5 separate regions of the Mus musculus genome follow, and regions 2, 3, 4 and 5 are each linked to region 1. Evidence: chromatin contacts called from public promoter capture Hi-C data. All regions are on one chromosome and are shown on one strand. The core of a region is the stretch at or near the end of the contact, and the rest is flanking DNA. Distances in the headings are between cores, read along the strand shown.

Evidence for each region. Promoter capture Hi-C pulls out the DNA fragments that hold promoters and counts their contacts.
Region 2: a promoter capture Hi-C map of hippocampal neurons shows a contact between it and region 1, with 3 times the contacts expected there. The contact joins the enhancer-like site here to the promoter of Srpk2 in region 1. A contact is called at or near these places in 5 of 39 promoter capture datasets (the 3T3-L1 cell line, hippocampal neurons, liver and 1 more) and 1 of 115 datasets of contacts at active chromatin or transcription factors (stem cell-derived neural progenitor cells).
Region 3: a promoter capture Hi-C map of embryonic stem cells shows a contact between it and region 1, with 5 times the contacts expected there. The contact joins the promoter of Dnajc2 here to the promoter of Srpk2 in region 1. A contact is called at or near these places in 10 of 39 promoter capture datasets (the 3T3-L1 cell line, the C10 cell line, cranial neural crest and 3 more) and 1 of 115 datasets of contacts at active chromatin or transcription factors (large pre-B cells).
Region 4: a promoter capture Hi-C map of liver shows a contact between it and region 1, with 2.7 times the contacts expected there. The contact joins the promoter of Reln here to the promoter of Srpk2 in region 1.
Region 5: a contact with region 1 is called in a promoter capture Hi-C map of stem cell-derived epiblast-like cells, with 6 times the contacts expected there. The contact joins the promoter of Orc5 here to the promoter of Srpk2 in region 1. A contact is called at or near these places in 8 of 39 promoter capture datasets (the 3T3-L1 cell line, 3T3-L1-derived adipocytes, embryonic stem cells and 4 more) and 1 of 115 datasets of contacts at active chromatin or transcription factors (embryonic stem cells).

Annotation. Positions count from the first base shown.
Region 1 is chr5:23,674,626-23,677,251 of GRCm38.p6, forward strand. It overlaps Srpk2 (serine/arginine-rich protein specific kinase 2), which reads right to left and starts at 1,342. Exons shown (of 16, transcript NM_001359173.1): 1 at 1,233-1,342; 2 at 1,095-1,149. The coding sequence starts at 1,248.
Region 2 is chr5:21,680,159-21,682,784 of GRCm38.p6, forward strand. All of the region lies in intron 2 of Napepld (N-acyl phosphatidylethanolamine phospholipase D), which reads right to left. Among named protein-coding and RNA genes, the nearest start is that of Gm51277, 7.5 kb to the left of the region's middle. Within about 2 kb of position 1,318, at least 46 of the 459 cell types and tissues checked have an H3K27ac peak or open chromatin away from gene starts, as enhancers often do. A contact at or near this core is called in hippocampal neurons, where this site is marked.
Region 3 is chr5:21,783,841-21,786,466 of GRCm38.p6, forward strand. It overlaps Dnajc2 (DnaJ heat shock protein family (Hsp40) member C2), which reads right to left and starts at 1,325. Exons shown (of 17, transcript NM_009584.4): 1 at 1,149-1,325. The coding sequence starts at 1,212. It also overlaps a transcript of Psmc2 not described here.
Region 4 is chr5:22,343,376-22,346,001 of GRCm38.p6, forward strand. Reln (reelin) reads right to left here and starts at 1,330. Exons shown (of 65, transcript NM_011261.2): 1 at 805-1,330. The coding sequence starts at 1,033.
Region 5 is chr5:22,549,044-22,551,669 of GRCm38.p6, forward strand. Orc5 (origin recognition complex, subunit 5) reads right to left here and starts at 1,295. Exons shown (of 14, transcript NM_011959.3): 1 at 1,149-1,295. The coding sequence starts at 1,220. It overlaps 6030443J06Rik (RIKEN cDNA 6030443J06 gene), which reads left to right and starts at 1,370. Exons shown (of 3, transcript NR_102315.1): 1 at 1,370-1,429.

The DNA of each region.
Region 1 (2,626 bases), core at 92-2,591:
TTTTCCTAGATGTCACCAAATGTGTGGGAAATCCCTGCTGGGCCAATACAAATTATAACCACCACCTAAGAGAGCAGAGGGTTATCCCACCCCTTGCAAAATAAAGATAGACAAATATTTCGTAATTTTATTAAAGGCGAATTCTGTCTTTCTCTATAGTACCAAAGACACCACACAAATTTCTTGCGCAAAAGGAACAGCGAAGCAAACAATGTGAGCAAAGATGTTGATAGCTGGTCCAGCAAACCCAGAGAGAGAGGAAAGAGAAACACGCGGCGGCGCTCTGACGCCTAGGAAAACCCAGCTCTCGGGGAAAGGCTTCTCCGACAGCAGCTGCCCAACTGGGCTGCAGGTCCAGGCTGGAGGTGGCTGGCGCTGGCACATTTGAAATATCATAGTCGGTGGATCCAGTCCGGAGCACCACGCGGGACCCGCCCGCGCACACACCCACAGCCCACTGCAGCAAGCGACCTGGGCGCAGCCGCAGCACGCAAGTAACGCTCGACCCGAGCAGAAAGTTTCGAATGAAAAACCCGAGCGCCGAAACGCACCGGTCCCGGAGCTGAACTCACGCCAGGAACAACGCCCGGAGCCAAACCACTTGACAAGCAGCTCGGGTTTTCAGCTGGCTGGCCCAGGCGGGACCGGGAGGTGGCAGAGGCGGCAGCGCACTGGCTCCCGCAGCCCAGGTGTCAGCCGCGCCGCCGCCTCCCTCCCGTGCCCACTATCCGACCCGTGCGGTACAGGCACTGGGGTGCGGATCAGGGATGTGGATAAGGGGCTCAGGATACGGATCAGGGACGCCGATCCGGGGCGCGGGATGAGGATCGGGGACGCGGGGCACGGGGCACGGGGCGCGGGGTCGAGTGCAGAGCCCGGGCGGCTCGCAGGCTGACGGGCCAGGTCGCGGCTCCGGAACCCGCGGCCGCGCGCCCCTCCCCCCACCCCTCCCCCGCCGGGGCACGTAGAGCCGGCGCCGCGTCCCGGGAGACCCACCGCCCGCGGCCCGGGGACCGGGAAGCTCTGCCTGCGCGGCCGCAAGCAACATTCAGCGAGGCGGGGCGGGGTCGGGACCAAGCGCCGCGCGGACTCACTTTTTCGGATGTTTCTCTCTTTTCGGCCTCCGCTTTCGGGCCTGAATGGCCAGCACTGGGGAGAGAGAAGACACATTAACGGTCGGGTTGGCCGCCTGCGTGCCGCGAGGCGGGGCGGGGGCCGCTCGCGCCGCTCACCTTTCCTGGAGCTCATTCCGACTCGGGGCAGCCAGGCGGGGGGCTCCGCGGCGGAGGCGGCGGCGACGCGACAGTCAGCCGCACCGGGATGCAGCCTCCACTCGCTCGCCGGCCGAGGAGGCGGGAACCGCGCCTGCGCCGCCGCGGCCTCTCCCGCGGGGGCCAATGAGACCCGCCCCCGCGGCCCCGCCCCGCAGCCCCGCCCCCTCCGCGCCCCCCTCCGCAGCTCTGGAGCACGGGGGTCCGGACCCCGGCCGCGCCCTTATCACTCGCTCGGCGGCCCACCTGTGCTGAAGGGCGGTTGCGCGCTCACGGTTCCCCGCGCCCACGGCCCCCTCGCCCACGGCCTCCCGCGCCCACGGCCTCCACCTCCTTGCTTTTACGGCCGCCGCAGGCCACCCGTTCCCGGGCACTAGGCCCAGCCGCCGACCCTTCCTCCCAGCCACCGCTCCGCACCCCGGCTGGTCGTGCCGCACGCCTCTCCATGCGCTCTTCCTTGGCCAGCGCCTTGGCGGGTCTCTCGCCACCTCTCTCAGGCGGCCTCCTCTATCCCTTTGCATCTCTACATCCTTGCATCCCTATGAGCGCCGCTTCCTCCTCTCCGGCGGGCGTGGAAAGGGCACAAGACCAAGAGCTGAGGAACCTGGGTCCTTGAGTGTCTGTGTGACCTTGGAGAAGTGATTTTCCTCTCTTTTCCTACTCCATTAGGCTGCGTGAGTTTAACGAAGGAAAGATGCACACAGCTTAAATGGAAAGTTTGTCACAGAAAGCCTAATTTTCTAAATACCATGAGATAAGAGCCTAAAACAGCAATCATGCCAAAAAGTGATTTTTTTTTTCTTCCTCCTATAATGGGGAAACTAAACCCTAAATAGGTCAAACAGTTCTACCAGCCTGTATTTCTATTCAGGCCTGGCTGGTTTCTCTTTCTGCCTTCCCAGGCTACCTGGTTTCTCTTTCTACCTTCCAAGGCTATCTAAGATGCAAATCACGCTGACTGACACGTAGTTACCACTTCAGTGTTCTCTTGTCTCTTTGAACAATTACAGTATCTTAAAGATACTGGTCCTGAACACTCAGTCCTTCATTGGTTACAATTGTATCGTTGAGTTACAACTGTATCACTGAGTCTTACTCTAAAGATGTCCCAACAAACAGGAAAGGCCGCTCCAAGTTTGAAAAGATTTTACTTTCTCCATTTTTTTTTTCAAAAAATCTGAAACATACAAGAAAAATGCAGTAATCGGCACTATTAACCCACATTCACTAGGTTTTTTTTAAACGTTTCTCCACAGTTGCTCTGTGTGTGTGTGTGTGTGTGTGTGTGTGTGTGTGTATGCATATGGTGTATTTTGCTGAGTCATTCAGTAGTTTGCAGACTGTTACCCTCCACC
Region 2 (2,626 bases), core at 68-2,567, 2.0 Mb before region 1:
GCCAATTTGACAGCATCCTCCAAGTCATGAAACTCACAAGTCATCTGTTTCCCTCCCCCTAACATGCTGCCTGCCCAGGGTTATTTTTCATTTCCCCTCTGTAGGTGACTATGAATCATAATAACAATCAGACAATGTCACGGAGCCAACAACAACACAAAGCAACAACAGTCTCTGAACAATGTGTGGCCTGTGAGCTGACCGACACACTGCCCTAATGTTCCAGAAGAGACAAACAGACAGACAGACAGACACCCGGAATGGCCCAGGGAAGAAACTCTTTCTCGCCTGACAACTAAACTGTGTATCCTGTTTCTGACCCACTTTCTTTAGAATTATCAATTAGTGTGCACATTAATCATACGTTTCCTTTACAGCACTTTCAGATATGTAGGTAAACAAATGCAATATACTGTAACATGCTATAAATAACATAATATATAATTATCCTATGTAAATATTAATTTCTTTTCCGAGTAGTGACTTAAGGCCATGATCTACTCATAAAATGACCTCCAGAAATCTGATTAAATCTGAGCTGACCTCAGGTCTCGGGCCCTCACCTACTTGTCCTGCTATTGTTTCTGTCTGGGGATTTGGGATCTGTCACTGCCCTGGGGAAATGCTCTTCCTCTCAGCATGGTTTTTTTTAATGTGTTTAAACACAAAGTTACAGTTTTCCCAGAAGTAAGGGAAGCCAGCATGCATCTCATCTAACTCTAGGCTTTCACAGAAGACAAGGAAGAGGACAGACAAGATGCCATCGGTGAGGCACACACTGGAGTAGTGCAAAGGTGTTTTCTTTCAGATTATACCGAATTCATTCTTAAGTGGCATATTCAAAGATATGAGTCCCTTTGGTATCTTTTTAATACACTGAAGAATGCAGCCATACATAGCCCTCCCTCTCACATCTCTGCTGACTCACCACTCCTCTGGTGTTTTAATACACACACAGCTGGCTGACTTAGTCTATTCATGTTTTAGCACATAACAGAGTGTGCCCGGCACACAACACATGCTCAGTAAATACCAGCTAACTAACCGAGTGAACGGAGAGACTTGCGGCCCTAAGATCCACACCAGTGCAGCCAGGGGCAGTGCTCCTCTATGGCTTTTCTTGGGTTTCCAGGAGGGACAAATATTTCCTTAAGACCCACTGGCCTGGTAGGTCCTCAGAGTCAATCCAATTTCTAGAATCTCTCAAACCTGAAGAACTACAACTGTACGTTCATGCAGCCACTGACTCTTCCAAATGAAACAGCCAGCACTGAACCTCTCACTGACAACCTCTATTTTTAGAAGCTGTGGTTCAGAACAAGGAAGAGATTCACACCAACAAAAACCACACAACTCACCATCCTGACCTTACACCCTAAGCCCTCTCCTCCCAGGTTGAATGTTTCTTCTCAGATGGAGTTCATCAAGGGGGATGGCGAGGGGGGAGGCCAGGTGAGAGGGTACACACCTGTAAACCCAGCAGTCAGGGGCTGAGGCTGGCAGATCACAAGATCAAGGCTAGTGTGGGCTATCAGTAAGTTCCAGTAAGTACCAGTAAGTTCCAGTAAGCACCAGTACGCTCCAGTACGCTCCGGTAAATTACATAGGAAGCTGAGTCTCAAAAACAAAAACAAACATGACAGTTTCCTTGTCCCTTTGCCTCATCCTAAAAAGCTCTGAATATAAATGTTTATCTATTAATCTCTAGCCTAATTCAGAAGGATCTTAAAAAAATATCGAGGCCAGGCATGGTGGTACACTCCTCATGGCACTTGATAATTTTACAAGTTTGAAGCCAGCCTGGGCTACAGATCAAAACCCCGTCTCAATCAACAAAAGCAATTTATCGGGCCCCAGGTTTAATCTGCAGCACAGCAAATATATGCATATATGTGTTTGTATACATGCATATCTATATATAGAGAGAGATATAGATATACCATATAAAGATGACTATGAATATTTCTAGCATGGAAGTGATAGAAGATTTCTTTTTTTCCCATCTCTCCCCGCTTCTAGTCCCCTTTTCTTGAGCCTTTCTGTATAGCCCTGGCTGTCCTGGTACTTACTATGTAGATCAGGCTGGCCTTGAATTCATAGATCCACCTGCCTCTGCCTCCTAAATGCTGGGATTAATGGTGTGCACCACTATTCCTGGCACCATATAAGATTTCCAATCCTATATCCTTTAAAAAAAGACAAGCAACATTTATCAAACAGATCTAATGCCAGAATCCACCTCCGCTGGCACAGTCCCCTTACCTCTTCCCACTGTAGATCAAAGCCTTCAGGAGTGCCCCTAACTCCCCAAAGGGTAGGCAGGATCAGAGTTAAAGAAAGATGTCAGGAAGTACAGGGGGAAACTAAGGAAGATTTGAAGGAAAGAAGATGCCCCTGTAATGGGAACGGTCACCCTCTCATGCACCCCTGCCAAAGCCTACCTTATGCTAAAAGGGGACAAATGACACCATAGCAAAGCTACTGTCCTTAAAGGCTAACAGACAGTCAGCCTTCACAGCTCTGCAAAGGACATCAAAAGATTTTTTTTATAGCAGCATCGGCCAAGTACAAGTATTAAAGGCACACTCTAGGTCATGGCTTACTTTGCAAGATCCATCCAAACTTC
Region 3 (2,626 bases), core at 75-2,574, 1.9 Mb before region 1:
CAGGCTGGATGTAAACCCAGAATTTCAGGGCTTTAATCTAGAACTGTAAATTTCTTGAAACAGATTGAATCATTTCAGGATGGAAACAATACCTATCTCACCCAGTTCCTAGAATATTCGAATGCAGTTTTAAAGCTTTAAACTGTTGTAGAGAAAGTAACATGGAATAAATAACTGTAGATATGTATAACAGAAATTAAAAAATGGTAATCTGTGTCAGGAAAAAAGATCATAATTTTAATTTCTTAAGAAATCAAAGGGCAATTTTCTGGTGCACAATTTGTGGGCATCATTTTCTAAGACCCTTTCTTTTTCACGTTTTAACTGGCTTATGATATTAAGATTTCCTCCACCTAACACAGGAGAGGAGTCAAACGCGAAAATGAACCGGCTGAGTAGCGGGGGCGTGGCTTTCAAAACCGTGTCTTGGAAGCCTTTCCCTCACTACAGGATTACCGCGACACACAAACGCAACACGTGCCATGGGAAACATTTAAAAATTATATTCAACAAGTGCCCACGGTAAGCGGCTATGGGAATTAATGTAGATCATTAAAATGAGAGACCCGACACTTGAAATACTTTCTGGCGTGCAGGGCTATAAACCAAAACCCCTACAGCAGGAGGCTAAGTTGTGCTTTTAACCATCCTTGGTGTACGCCAAGCTGTCCAGGAGCATTCACAGGGGGCTTCCAACGGAATGAGGAAGTTCTGAGTTCCGACAAGCAAAATACACAGCCGGGAGCAAAGGTGGAGGCGAAGGGCTGAACAGCGTTTACAAGGCTTTGTATCTCTCCCGGCACGCGGGTGCGTGCAGCGGGGTCGCTCCGCCGTGGGCAGGGGGGGTGCCTTAGGGGGCCTTTCGGGGTACAGGAGGGCTCGGTCCTCAGCTGTTCAGCCCGCTCCGTGAGTCAGCAGCCTCACCAGGATGAAGGAACCACAGGTGCACAAGGAAGACGCCCCCACCCTCCTTTCCGAGAAACCGGGGACACTTCAAATTACAGCACTGAGCAGCAGGGGCTCGTCACAGTCCCCCGAGTCCCGGAGCAGATTGCCGGGGTCAAGGCTACCGAGCCAGGGGTTGCTAGGGACAGGGCTGGGGCAGGGGCGCCCGAGGCAGGGCGGAAACTGGGTTGGTGGGCACGTACCGGAGGTCAGAGCGTGGGTGATGGCGGTGCCCTGGCCCTCCGCGGCGCTCGGCAGGAGCAGCATGCTGGTTGGGGCTGGTCCCGCGGACGCCGCGGCTCACGGCCGGCAGGCAGGGCCCTCCGCGTCCGCACTACCTGTGGTCTGAGCCTCGCGCCTAGGCTTTACGCCCCGGAGCCGGCGCATGGAGACGACCAGTGAGCACTTCCGGGATGGGGCTCGCACGGCGCGGCCGCCAACCCCACCCCCACGGCCTCGCGCCAATGCGCGCGGCCGCCTACTTCCTCTGTGACTCTAAACCGACCGGAGACCAAGGAGCTCGAAGGAACAGTTCCTAGACGCATCAGTTCCTACGTGAAAAGGATTGTTTTGGTTTTTGTTTTGTTTTTTTGTTTGTTTTTTCACGTGAGAGCAAGACGGAGGAAATAATTTTGAAAAAGAACTTCACTCACTTTTGTCACCCAGGCCGGCCTCTAACTTGTGAATATCCTGTTTAAATCTCCCAAGTGCTGAGCTACCACCAATCTCTAGGTACCTCATAAAAGTGGAATCATATAACTATATATCATTGTATTGTTATATTAATAATGTTATATATTATAACATTGTCTCTATGTGAGCGGTGTATTCACTAGTATAATGGTCACAGAATTTATTTTTTTAAGGCCAAATAATACTATATTCCCATAACCACATTTTTGTTTACCCATCTTATGTATTTGGGTACTTGGGTTATTCTTCATTTGGCCTTTGCTAATGCAGCTATAAATAGGGCTGTACACGGATCTCTTTGAAATCCTATTTCCAACTTTTTGGCATTTGATATTTAGCAGTAGGATAACTAGTTTATATAGATTTTATTTTAGTTATTTTCAGTTTTTCGCAAGCACTGCAGTATTTTACACCAACAGTGTAAACAGCATCTATTTTTTTTTTCAACATCCGGTCAAACTTTCTTTTTAAACATAATAGTGATCCATGGGTCGGTCATGGTGGCGCACAGCCTTTGTCGCAGCAGATACCTCTAAGTTCTCAGACAGCCTGATCTGTTGCTAGATAGCCAGGACCACGCAGAGCCAGTCTTAAGAAGGAGAGAGAGAAAGAGAGAGGGGAAGGAGGAGGAGAAGGAGGAGGAGGAGGAGGAGGAGGAGGAGGAGGAGGAACCATCCTAAAGAGAATGACGTGCTTTTGATTTTAACATCCTTTCATGCGTCCGTTTATTGGCATTTGTGTATCTCCTCTAGAGAAATATGTCCAAATTCTTTACCTACTTTCCTTCCCTCTATCTTTTAATCTTCCCTCCTCCTTTCCTGTCATAACAACCAGATTCCTTTCTTGTTGTGGATCTTTGTATAACCTGGATACACACTCCCTAACAGAAATGCATTATCTTTATTCAATTTGTAGATCTAGCCACCAATTAACTGCGTCCAAACTGCCAGGCATTCTACAAGGCCTGCTCTGTAGCGCCTTTCCAGTC
Region 4 (2,626 bases), core at 80-2,579, 1.3 Mb before region 1:
GCATACTACATTAAATTACTCTTCTTGTTGCTAAAATTCAACTTTGCAGTAATGTTTCACCTCGATGAAGGATTGCATACTGATCCCTTAGGAGAGGGATCGCCTTTGTGGGGAGAAGCTTGTAGGTCCTGCCAGGGACTTAAAGCTGTGCAGATACAAGTGATTAGTAAGCATCGCCCAGACAATGCTAACAACAGCAAGCACCAAGCTAAAAGTATGAAGGGGATGACAGAAATCATCAATCACTGATATTTTAAACGACTCTTTAAAAGAATAAAGGGTTGGAAACAGCCGCTCTGTTTCTTGAGGACAGATCACTAGGGACTCCTGGCTGCAGAGCAGCGGGAACTTTTAACTGGCCGCCGGCATGGGCAGCCACCGACCAAAGTGCTCCAATCTGTCGGCAGCTGGCCGGCAAAACCCAGTGACAACCCCAGCGCCACCTGGGGACCCACCAAGGAGGACCCAGAACAGGACAAAAGTCTGGTATCTAAGTACTGGGGTTAGGAAAACACGATGCGCAGGTTCGGCAGCTGCAGGGAGTGAAGGGGTGGGGGACAGCAGTACCAAAAGCTTGTGTGGCCTGTCACATAAGCACCAGTTTATGTGTTAGGGGACAGTTGAAATCCCAACTCAGGACTCCATTCTCCACTAACTTTGTTCTCTCTCCCCAGGCAGCGCACCCCGCTGAGGTAGGAGGTTGTCCCGGTCTCCGGCCGGCTGGCCCCTGGGAAGAAGGAAAAGGATGGAAAGATGCGCTCGCGGGCCACCGTGGCGCCGTAGGGATGCCGTGGTGGTACCTACCATGGTATTCCTGTCCCGGTACGTAGTAGGTGGGGTTGCCCGCAATGTGCAGGGAAATGAGCACCTCGCCCTGCTCCCCATCCCCTTCCAGCTCCCCGTGGTGGGTGCACAGGAAAAAGAAAGGCGAGAAGCGCGGGTAGTAGCCGGTGGCCGCGCGCGCCCTCAGCGTCGCCAGCAGCAGCAGCACGGCCAGGACGAGAGCCCGCGGCGCCCAGCAGCCGCGCTCCATGCCGCCGCGCTCCGTGCCGCCGCGCGCCCCGCGCGCTCTCTCATCCACTTTCGGAGGCACCGGCACGGAGGAGCCGCGTGCGGGGAAGGCGAGCCGGCGGCGGGCTCGAGCCGAGCGGGTCCGGGCAACCGAGCCCGCGGGGGGAAGTTAGCGGGAGACCGAGGCTCCCGAAGTTACTTTGGGCCGCCGGAGCGAGAGCGCGGGGGGAACCGGGGCCGCGGGCGCCGAGAGCGCGTCGTCCGCCTCCGAGCGCCGCCGCCGCCGGTGTGCACGCGACGCCCCTCGGCCGGGCTTGGGAAAGTGCCCGCCCCCTCCGCACCTTCTTAAAGCCCCGGGCGCCGCCCCCTCCCCCGCCGCCGCCACACGTGTCCCAGCCGCGCCCCCGCCCCCGCGCCCGTCCCCGCCCCCTCGGGCTTGCCCGCACCTCGGGCTGTGCCCGGAGCACACGCGCGCCTCCCGCCCACGGCCCGCTCCGCCCGGAAGGGCAGGGCTGCTCGGCCGCTGCGCGAACGAGAGCGGCCAGAGACCGACGGGCTGCCCCGGGGAACCGGAGCCCCGGGCTCACGGCTGCCCGTTCTGCGAGGACGCGCGGGGAAGCCGAGGGCGGCGGGGACCGCGCTGTTCTTTGTCTACGCCGGCTGCAACCCTCGCCCCTCGGGGCCCGCCGCCCCCCAGTCCCCACGGCCAGCGCTTGTCCTGGGGACCCTCCCGTCAGTGGCCCCAACCGCGACGGTGCCCCGCGCGCGCGAGCCCTTTCCAGTCAGGCCTCGCGGCCCCGTCGCTGCCCCGGCCCGGGTCTTCAGTGGCAGCCAGGCTGAAAGGGAGATTGGGTGACGGTGCGATTGCCACCTGGAGTGGTGCGGGGCCAGATCGTCGGGCTTCTCGGCCGTGGGGATTGTGGTGAGGGGACCCGACAGGCGAGCTTCGCCGGACTCTGTATTTACGCGTTGCTAGGGGATTCCTCGGACGGAGATGGGGGTAGTAAATTTTAGGTCCGAGTTTATTACTTCTACATGTCATGCATGACCACTGTCACTGGGGTGGGGGAGGGGAAGGCATGCAGAGGAGTGGCTGGCAGCAGCAATGAAACCGGCGTTAATGAGCTATCTCACGCAGGACTGCGGGCAAGTGAAACCATCCAGAAGCACGTTTTTTAACCGAGCACCGCTGGCAGGAGCCCCGAGGCACCCAGAGACGGGAGAACAGAGCTGCCAGGTTTTAATGCATTTCTCCAGGCTCAGCACCAAGCCAAAATAAGCCTTGCTTGTAAAGAAACCAGGAAACTGTAATGTCAGAAATGGTAGTCTTTGCCTGAGTTTGGGAGAAGGGCGTCAGAAGGCAAGATCCAAAGGGAGACCTCTGTGGTAATTTCATTGCAAAAGATTTTTTTTTTTCTGCCACATTCACAGTTTCAGCAGATAGGAAGGACCTAACTGCCTGTTGGTCTCCATTACTTCCAATCCTCCCAAAGTTCAACAGCACACATATTCATACACGCGACTAATATTACACTAGAGCAAAGTGCCATGCAGGCTGCACAGGCTTGTAGATCATTAGCCTAATGTAATCCTAACACCACCACCGGAAGAAGCA
Region 5 (2,626 bases), core at 45-2,544, 1.1 Mb before region 1:
TAAATTAGTCTTCTACGAGCATAGCTAGCTCTTTTTTCTTCTGTAGCTATTTGCTATAGTGGTTCTTTGTATTTCCCACATGCAAACTTCCTTGAAGAAAAATATTGTTTTTGTTAGATGTAGTATTAAATAAGAGCAAAGGTGAAGCCTTTTCTGGGACCCACTGCTAAATCAGCCCTACCTATCTTATTTTGCTAATAAAGTATTCCTCAAAAAAAGAGGAGTACTTTTGGTTAGAATAATCTGGGTTTATCAAGTCCAATGAAGGAATGTACAGAGCATAAACAATTATACATTTCAATAATATAGGTAACTATAACTGAAAGCATTATAACTAGGAACTACAGATGCAGCTGACCTCTAGAATTGCTAACATGACGCCTTTTAGATGGAGGGAAGTACTTTTCCATGACTATTTCATCTGCCACCACAGACGCACTGGATCCGACACTCTGCTGGATGAAAGTACATTTCTAAAGGAAGACTAAATGGCTATTTGTATTTGCTCATCTCCCAGATAAGATCCAAGTGCAATCAATTCTAATTAATGAGCACAATGCAAGGCAACTGAGAGAAATGAATGTTACTTCAGCCTGTGTTCACTTCAGAGGCTAACCTCTCCCCTCTAAATCATCTCATCTGGTCGGCAGGGAGAGAAACCCAAGCGAGACTTCTCCTGGCTTTTATAATTCTAGAAAAGCTGAAGGATTTTAAAGGCTAAACCACAGCGTTACCCTAATTGGCCTTGAAGCCAATCACCTCTCTGTATTTGACCCAATCTATACCTCACTACAACGGGCGAACTGGCGTTTAGTAAACACTCTGCAAACAGACTTCCTACCCAAACCCTGTTCTGCAGCAACTTGCAGTAGCTATTTGGGGCTCACATAATCTCCAAAGTGTGGTCCAAGTAAAAGGAGCACTTCCTAGCCGACGTCCTGTAGAGCAGGCCAGCTCTTCCTCTGCAGTCTCCTTTAAAATAGACTGAGAAGTTTCTTTGGGTAAGTGTGGGGCAGTCATACCGCACCTCCATCTTAACATAAGGGGGATAGCCTACCGCCTCGCAATCCACACAGTACTCCCCCCAAACGGAACGGATCCAGGACGCATTCGCCTCTGGCATTTGGGAAGCAGTCTGACTACAATACCTCTCCAAACAGGGACTGCAAAGTGGACACTTGGGCCTCTCGACAGAGGACCATGCTCTCCAAGTGAGACATTTTGGCGGGCACCACCTGATACTGCAGAGCAGTTGGCCTCCGGTCAGCCCTGCGCCACTCAGGCGTGGTTCACGTAGAACAACCGCAAGCTTTCCGGCCGGAAGCCTGGGCTGGGGGCGGAGCCAGCGCGGTCGAGTGACGTCAGGGAGCCGCGCGACAACGTGGGCCGCTCTAGTCTCCAGGCGGCGGTGCTCAGTGGTCGGTTACTGGTAAGTGGTTATCGCTTCCCACTCTGGCCTGAGCTTTCCAGCCTGAAACCCTTACACAAGCTGAAGGGCGACCTGGGGGCACCTCACCGCCCACCTTCTGTGTCTTCAGTTCCCTCCAGAAAGCCGCACACATAAAAGTACCGACAGAAACGAGTATTCTTTAAAAAAAAATTGGTTTTCCTCTGGCAAGAAAGTGGACAATGGGAACTCTGTGGAACTAACTAAATAAAATCATTTGTTTGTCTTTGCAAGCTTGAAACTAGATGTGGAAGTATTCGAGTGTTAGTGAGGGTAATCAGTAAAATTAACGTTGTCCTTGCACATTTATAGGACACCTGGAAGAAGAAAAGCCTTGAAATGAAAGAATGTATAGGAATAAGAAAATTCGTGTCCAAAGAGAGGGCTTTGGGTCCTGAAAAAAAAATTTGGTCTGGAAACATTGACTCAACTTTTTCTGAATTTTGAGATGTTGGGAGAATCTTTGAACCGTTTATTTATAAACTTCCTTATATAGAACATAAGGACTATAGTAGAGTATTTTTAAGAATAAAAGATAATGTACGCAGTGTCTGCTACACATAGATTTCATAAACAGTGCAAAAAGACAAGGAAAACACGGCACCCATATTAGAAAGAGGCCCATTATGTATTATTGAACAATACAACTGCCTGTGGAGGAAATCTAATTACCACACACACACACACACACTTTGGTTCCAAAGTGGTTGTACAAGTTTGAATTACTACCTGCAATGAAGAAGTATTCCCCTTACTCCACAGCCTCTACCATAAGTAGTTAGTGACAATCCTTTCCCAATCTGTAGGCTGCTGTTTGGTCCTGTTGATAGAGCCCTTTGCCTTACAGAAGCTTTTCAGTTTCATGAGGTCCCATTTATCAATATTTGATCTTAGAGCCTGAGCCACTGGTGTTCTATTCAGGACATTTTCCCTATGCCAGCGTGTTCATGGCTCTTCCCCACTTTCTCTTCTATTAGACTCAATGTATCCGGTTTTATGTTGAGATCCTTGATCCACTTGGACTTGAGGTTTGTGCAAGATGATAAATATGGATCTATTTTCATTCTTCTACATACAGACTGCCAGTTAGACCAGCACCATTTATTGAAGGTGCTTGCTTTCTTTCTTTCTTTCTTTCTTTCTTTCTTTCTTTCTTTCTTTCTTTCTTTCTTTCTTTTT